2 separate regions of the Capsicum annuum genome follow, and region 2 is linked to region 1. A link is a contact called in public Hi-C data. All regions are on one chromosome and are shown on one strand. Each heading gives the region's core, a stretch centred on a gene start, on an enhancer-like site or on the middle of the called end of the contact. The rest is flanking DNA. Distances are from core to core; before and after follow the strand shown. Region 1 holds the start of LOC107868010 (mitochondrial outer membrane protein porin 2). Region 2 holds the start of LOC107868030 (glucan endo-1,3-beta-glucosidase 3).

Evidence for each region. A called contact is a pair of places that touch in the nucleus more often than the background predicts.
Region 2: a contact with region 1 is called in a Hi-C map of placenta, with 4 times the contacts expected there. The contact joins the promoter of LOC107868030 here to the promoter of LOC107868010 in region 1. A contact is called at or near these places in 2 of 5 Hi-C or Micro-C datasets (leaf and placenta).

What each region holds. Positions count from the first base shown.
Region 1 is chr4:38,519,544-38,523,140 of UCD10Xv1.1, reverse strand. It overlaps LOC107868010 (mitochondrial outer membrane protein porin 2), which reads left to right and starts at 2,041. Exons shown (of 6, transcript XM_016714547.2): 1 at 2,041-2,323; 2 at 2,508-2,575. The coding sequence starts at 2,281.
Region 2 is chr4:39,465,751-39,469,347 of UCD10Xv1.1, reverse strand. It overlaps LOC107868030 (glucan endo-1,3-beta-glucosidase 3), which reads right to left and starts at 1,947. Exons shown (of 3, transcript XM_016714585.2): 1 at 1,676-1,947; 2 at 502-1,584. The coding sequence starts at 1,730.

The DNA.
Region 1 (3,597 bases), core at 792-3,291:
TCCTATGCATAATTAAACACAACTACTGTATCAAAGACATATACTTTTATTAAAACACTATTTAGTTCTTGACTTCTTCCAATTCTCATTCTATGTATCGTGAATATTGTTATATTAGCACTCAATCGAAAATCCGAGAACATGGACTGATAAAAAAACATGTTAAATTCTGAATTGAAATATTAATATATAAGTACTAACCCAAACACACAACACATAGTAATGAATATACTTACATAACAAATCAATAACACATAACGAAATATCCATGAAATTATTTAAACAACTTCATTTATGATTTGATTCACAATAAAACTTATAAAATAAATAATACAAGATCAAATAGGAACCTGTATGATGAATTAAATGAATGTAAAAATAGAAACATATGTCTTCACCGGAAACTCGAACAAGACCGTGAACTCAAATCATCTTCTTTTCCTTATTTTCTCTGTTTGATATTTTTCCTTATTTTCTCTGTTTGATATTTTTCTCCTGATGATTTTGAATGTTTCACTCACTTTCTCTTTTTTTTTTACTCAACTTCTCTCTGATTTTTTTTTATCTAATTTAGGAATGTACGTTTTTTTTTTGTGTGTGTTTCTCCCTGTGTCTGCTAGTGAAATGTACGTAGGTTTTCTGGGGTTGGGAGTCTTTAAATAGAAGGATTTTGGGGAGAGTAGTTTAGGTAGTTTAGGATTTAAATTTTAAATTTTTTTTCTTTTTTTTTTTTATATAGGATAATGATCTCATTTTTTAATAAATAAATAAATTATATAAAAATAAATAATACTAATAATAATAAAAAAAATATTAACCAATTAATTTTAATACTTAAAAAATAAAAAATATAACTAACTTAAAATAAAATCACTGGCTTATTTATAAAAATCTAAATTAAAAGAAAAATATTTTTTGAAAAAATTTCATTTTATAAAAAATAAAAATATCTTAAAATGTAACTTTATTTATTTATTTTCAACTAAAACTTATTAACAATGAAATAAGAGTTAAAATAATATCGGATCAAATATAAATATTTAATATCAAAAAATATATATATATTAAATTCGGGAGGGTCAAAATCACAATCACGTGTCTACAGAGAGAAGAGATGAAAGGCAGATTTGGTCCCACTGGGCATGCCAGAATTTGTTGGACAATAAAATTCTCGAGGCCAAAAAATAAATAATTCGAGACAAGAAAATATTGCAACAATCAATTTATTGATTTCAATGCGAGTGTTACAATCTCTATGAGTCCTTTGATTCGCCTTTTCAAATATAAATTCAAGGTCTAATTAAATTTTGATCTTGAATTTGAACTTGATTTGATGGACGATCTTGACTTGTACTTGAATTCAAGGGCGTTTGAGTTTATTCTTGAATATTGTGGTCTTGATCTTGAATCTTGATTAAATTGATTTGGATGTTTGAGCTTTTAGAGAAATTGCGGCGTTTGATCCACGAGTTTTCTCTTGTTACTTGTTAGAGGTATGGGGGTGGGACCCTTTTTCTGAATTATGATACTCCTACGTATAGTTGTGGAAAAGGGAGAGTCATGATGAAGATGGACTTCCTTTGACCAATCAGATTTGAGTGATGTGTCACCTTTTATGGTCTTTGATTTCACGAGCCTGCTGCATCATTTTGACATGTGGCATGGTCTTATTGGATCTTTCCCTTGACTTAGCATGCCACGTCATTTGACACGTGGTGCTTATTTGGGTCTTTAGAATATGACAATATCTTAGGCTTAGTAAGATGGACTCATCATTTGTAACCCAAATAAATGAACTAACCCAAAAAAAATTGGATTTTAATTAAATTCATACATATTTGGACTTAAATAATTAATCCAATTATATTAGTCCATAATATTTATTTGAGACTAATATATTTTGAATTTAATATAATTCAAATTTCGTATGAATTTTAATTTAATAAAATTACATCGCCCACAGATTGATTTATATCTTTATTTTTTTCTTTTAAAATGTATGTTATATTTCAACAATTCAATTATTTTAAAAATAATAAAATAGAAAAAACAAATGGAAAGAAAATGACACGGAGGATGAGTAGTTGACGTTCGCTCATTCGCGAGTATAACGGGTCGACGTTCTTAATCCCTTTTGTCTTGTCCACCACGAAAATCCAATAAATTAAGCCTTCAATTTCTTTCCTCTCTCCTTCTCTTTCTTTCCACAACACTACACCAATTAGATCGAATTGAATTGAATTGAATTGAGTTTTCACTTTGTTCTGAGAGAAGAAGAGCATGGGACCTGGACTCTTCTCTGATATCGGCAAAAAAGCGAAAGGTAATTTTCCCCAACTCATTTAGCTGCTTACAATACACCCCTTTAGCACTTTCCGTAACCCCGCGCATAACATGAGCTTTAGGGCATTAGACTGCCTTTTTTCTTTTAGGTGTTGATGAGGTAGGATTGTTTTTTGAATAATGAAAGATAAATTTTATGTTGCTGTTGTTTGAATTGTTGATAGATCTGCTGACGAAGGACTATATCTCGGATCAGAAATTGTCTATCTCTACCTATAGTGACACTGGAGTGGTAATTATTACTTCCTTCTATGTTACCTCTATTTTGTTCTTCATTTTTTTTTTTGCATAATTCTGCTCTAGCATCTGACTTAGTTCTCATATCCTTTAAGGGTCGTTTGGAACGAGAGATAAGTGATAATAATTTTGGTATAAATGCAGGATTATTTTATCCAACATTTGGTAAGGGTTATTAATTAGTTCCGGGAACCATTTGTTCTAAAATGATAGGGATAAATCATAATTGGTGGGATAAAATAATCGCAAGTTGAATGGGATAAGATGGGATATGTTAGTATGAAGTTTGAATTAGATTTATACTATGTTTGGTTTACAGTATAAATTTATCACAAATTTATATCGTCAATCAACCAAACAAATACTATGTTCTCATATACTCTAAGTGGTCGTTTGTAACGAGGGACAATAATCCCGAGATAATTTTCATCCTGCGTTTGTTTAGGGGCGTTAATTAGTCAAACGAACTACTACAAATGGTGGGAGTTATCCCTTACTATATGTCTAGATTTTGAGATTCAAAGTCTTTTTTGGCTCCAGTTTTTCAATTTTGTGAAGCGGATGTCTATTTTCCGACTGTAAATGACCTTTTCTTTGTCTAATTTGTGTGTGGATTCTTCTGAGCTTGATGAGGAAACAGTTCTAGATGTTATATGGTACATTAATTGACATCAACAACTTTGGTTTATATCGAGCATATTTGTTGTTTGTTTATTTGTGTTATTTTTCCTGTTTTGGTAATGATATTGCCAAATGCAATGTTTTTTATTCAGCCGTATCACAATTGGTTTAGTACACAGCATGTGTTGTATTCAGCGGTTAAACTCAATAAAGGAAACGTGTTATTAGGAAATGTCGTTTAGTAATAGTGTAATAATAGCTTATCTATATCCATAACCAGGAAACTGCAACAACAACAACAACAAACCCAGTATATTCCCACATAGTTGGGTCTGGGGAGGGTAGAATGTACGCAGTCCACACCACTACCTCCAAAGAAATAGAGAGGTTGTTTCC
Region 2 (3,597 bases), core at 698-3,197, 950 kb before region 1:
TGAAGTGAGATATTCCATGAGACTATTTTATCCCTCTCTTCCATGGGATAGTAATTCCACCATTTTAGTAAAAATGATGGGATAAAATAGTCTGAGATTAAGTAATATCTGATATTAAACATGGGATAAAGCTAATCCCAAATTTTATCTTATCCCTTCTGCCAAACAAGATTTGAACAGAAATGATAGGATTACTATCCCATATGAAAGGTTGGAAAAAATAGCCCTACAGACTATCCCTACTTGTCTTATGTACCAAACAACCCCTTACAATACACAATCCATAACTAGCAAGTGAACCAAATAATTCTTTACTCACTCAGTTTTAATTTGTTTGTCTTATTTTCTTCAAGTCCGTTTCAAAAAGGATTTTCGCAACTCTACAATTTCCACGTTACATATTTAAGATCACAAATTAAAAGACATTTTAATACATTCTACAAATCTTTAATTTAAGACTGCAAATCAAAGTCAAACAAACATATTGAAGGAAGTGCTTACTTGGATCAGAGTTGATGAGCATAGCTGTGCCTCCAAATCCACAAGTTCCACCAGTACTTTTAGTTTTCTGCCAGTAACTATTGAAAGCATAAGAAGCATGAGCCACAACAGTGTCAGGGTAATAACAGCTTCCAGTTGGACTAATAGCTTCACAATCAGCACCTCCCTCACCACATGCATAATCTAATGCCTCTTGCAATGTCTCTGGTGGTACACTAGGCTTAGCTACACACCATAGCCCATTACTACCATGCAGTCCTCCACCTCCTATTGCTGGTGCACCTACTGGACCCCCAACACCACCATGAGATGGAATACAAGGTGGCAAATGGGGTCCATAAGGACTAATAGGGTTGAACAATGGAGGTGCCATTTCAGGAGCAAAAGGAGGTGAAATGTTTCCAATTAATGGAGGAAGTGGACTGTTAGCAGCAAATGCTGGAGAAAGCTGATTTGGATTTGGAGCCAATGGGGTTGGCCTGGTAGGAATAGTGTATTTTGAGTCAAAAGTTGAGAGCTTTCTGCTTAAGGGTCTCATCAGTTTTGGGTTCTCACTAATCAAGAAAATCTTGCTTAGGCTGAAATTTCCTAACTTCTTCATAGATCCTAAATGGCTATTCATCAAAGTTTCAATTTTTTCATCCAAATCTCTTGCTGTGCTCACTACATAGGGTGCATTGACATGTTGAAAGAACTCAAGTAGAGGTTTAACATATTGTTCAGCCATATTTTGGTCCAAGCAGTAGGAAGAAAAAGAAGTGGACACTTTGATTTCAGTATGCAAACCCCACCTTGTAAGAGAGTAGTAAATGTTCTTGACTGATGGCAAGATTAAGCTCATTCTATTTTCTTGATCTTTTTGGCACAAAAGTGTGTGACCAGCAAGAATAGTAGTGATGTTGGTGGCTGGATAGTGAGCTAAAACATTGGTTCTTAGCCAATTTTCAGCTTCAAGAACACTAGTGGACACTCCATCAAGGTGTTCAATAGGCAAAGAAACTGCTATAGTAGCAATGTCAGTTCTTGGAAAACTTTGTAGTGGCACAAGACTTGAGAGCTTTACTGATTCATGACCAACTGCAGCTGCAAAATTAATTTTATGGAAATTTAAAAATCAGAAAAGTACATAAAGAAACAAACAAATAGAAAATGTAAAAGAACAAGATTCACTTACCATTTAAAGCAAAATAAAGAAAGAAAAGATGGGAAAAACACCAAAGCTTAAACATTATGTTCTGGAGAGTTGATATGAAGGAAATGGGGTTTGGTAATAATGTTACAATTTAGATGTTATTTTGAGAGTTCATTTACTTGATTTTTGTGTTAAAAAAAAGCTGTACGAGGGAAAAAAGATTGTGAGGGGGTGTAAAGCAAGGTACTGTTTTGTAGACAGGTACAAGTCTCACAGTTTGTCGTCCTTTGGCTAATTGTCTTTTAGCTTTCTTTGGAATATGTGCTTGGAATGGTAGTACCAAAATGTAGAGGTAGTGGAGGGAAACACTCGGGATAACTTGATGCTCCATCAGTCCCTCCATTTCAAAATCATTTAATTAACTTAGCTAATTTTAAAACTTCACTGAAAAAGTAAAAAAATTTACTAACAAATGTGGTAGGGACAGAGGGTTTATAACTTGAATTGCTGTAGAGCTTAAGAACATTATTAATAATTTAAATAATTTTGTAATTATTGAAATTTATAATTTTAAGCATAATATATTATTTGAATGATTACAAAATTGTAATCTTAAATATGATATTATAATAATTATGCGATCATGAAATTTTATTAAAGGGTAAAATTACTATATTTATACGATAGTTGTTTTAAATATTTATTAATATGTCCAGTATAGAGGTGTGAAATGTTGGTCATGAATTATTTTAGAAGAGGTAGAGATGTACTAAAAGTAGTGGGAGAAGGTGATTAGATATGACATAGTTTAGTTTCAGTTTATCAAAGACATGATCTTAAATAAAAGGGTGAGAAAAACATAAATTAGGATAAAAAGATAGGCAGTGTTTCTCTTGCTATCTCTCCATATCAGTAGTCATAGAATTCCCCATGTAGTTTATCTTTGGATTTTTGTTACTATTTATTGTTTCTTTTACCGCGATTATCATATTATTTTCTTGCAGTTTCCATTCTGCTATTAGTTGTTATTTTTGTTAGTGTCGGTTGTTTTTATACTTTTGTTACTTTCTTTTTCGAGATTGTTTTAGACTATCTGTTTGAGTCGATGATCTATCAAAAATAACACCCATCTCTAAAATAGAAATAAAATGTGCATATATATTTGTATATCTTTTTCACATCCCGCGTGAAACTACAATTGTTGTTGTATATGATCTGTGTTTGTTTGTATAGCTTTTTCACATCCCGCGTGAAACTACAATTGTTGTTGTATATGATCTATGTTTTAACAAACTATCAAAAGAGAAAATGTGTGAAGTAAATTAGAAAAGAGTAGCAACCAATAAAAAGGGAACTTAGTAAAATTTACAGTGAACACAAAGACCCAAAAGAGACAGAGACAGCAGTCAAAGAAGTTTGCTTTGTTCCGATATCCTGCTATGTGTGCTTTTAGACCATCGGTACGAGAGTCAATTTGTTCAGTTAAATTAAACAATACCGTTTGGTAAAAAGATGACTGACTAGGCTCCAAAGTATATTAGGGCATAAAGATTCTCAACTTACATTTTCCTTAAAATTTATACTCCTATGAATGCATTTTAATATGTTGTAGTACTACAATGTAATTTTGATCATAGAATTTCCTTTTAATGATTTTAAATATTTATTTTTTATGCTCGTCATTTCACCTATATGAGACTCTATATCTCCACTACTTCCTTTTAAAATTAATTAGCATATAAACATTTTGAAAAAAATGTCAAATAAAATTTTAACTTGTCTTTAATGAAGTTCAAAAAATCAAATCGAAGCCTTTCTCTTTCGTCGCTCTTTCGAACGATTTCAATCTTATCAAATACATCTTCAACATAAGAAAATGAATTCATGAAATCTATATTGCTATACTTCTATTTCAGATAAAAGCCAATTCCAAATCTGCAAGGATAAAGTAGAAATTTTATTTG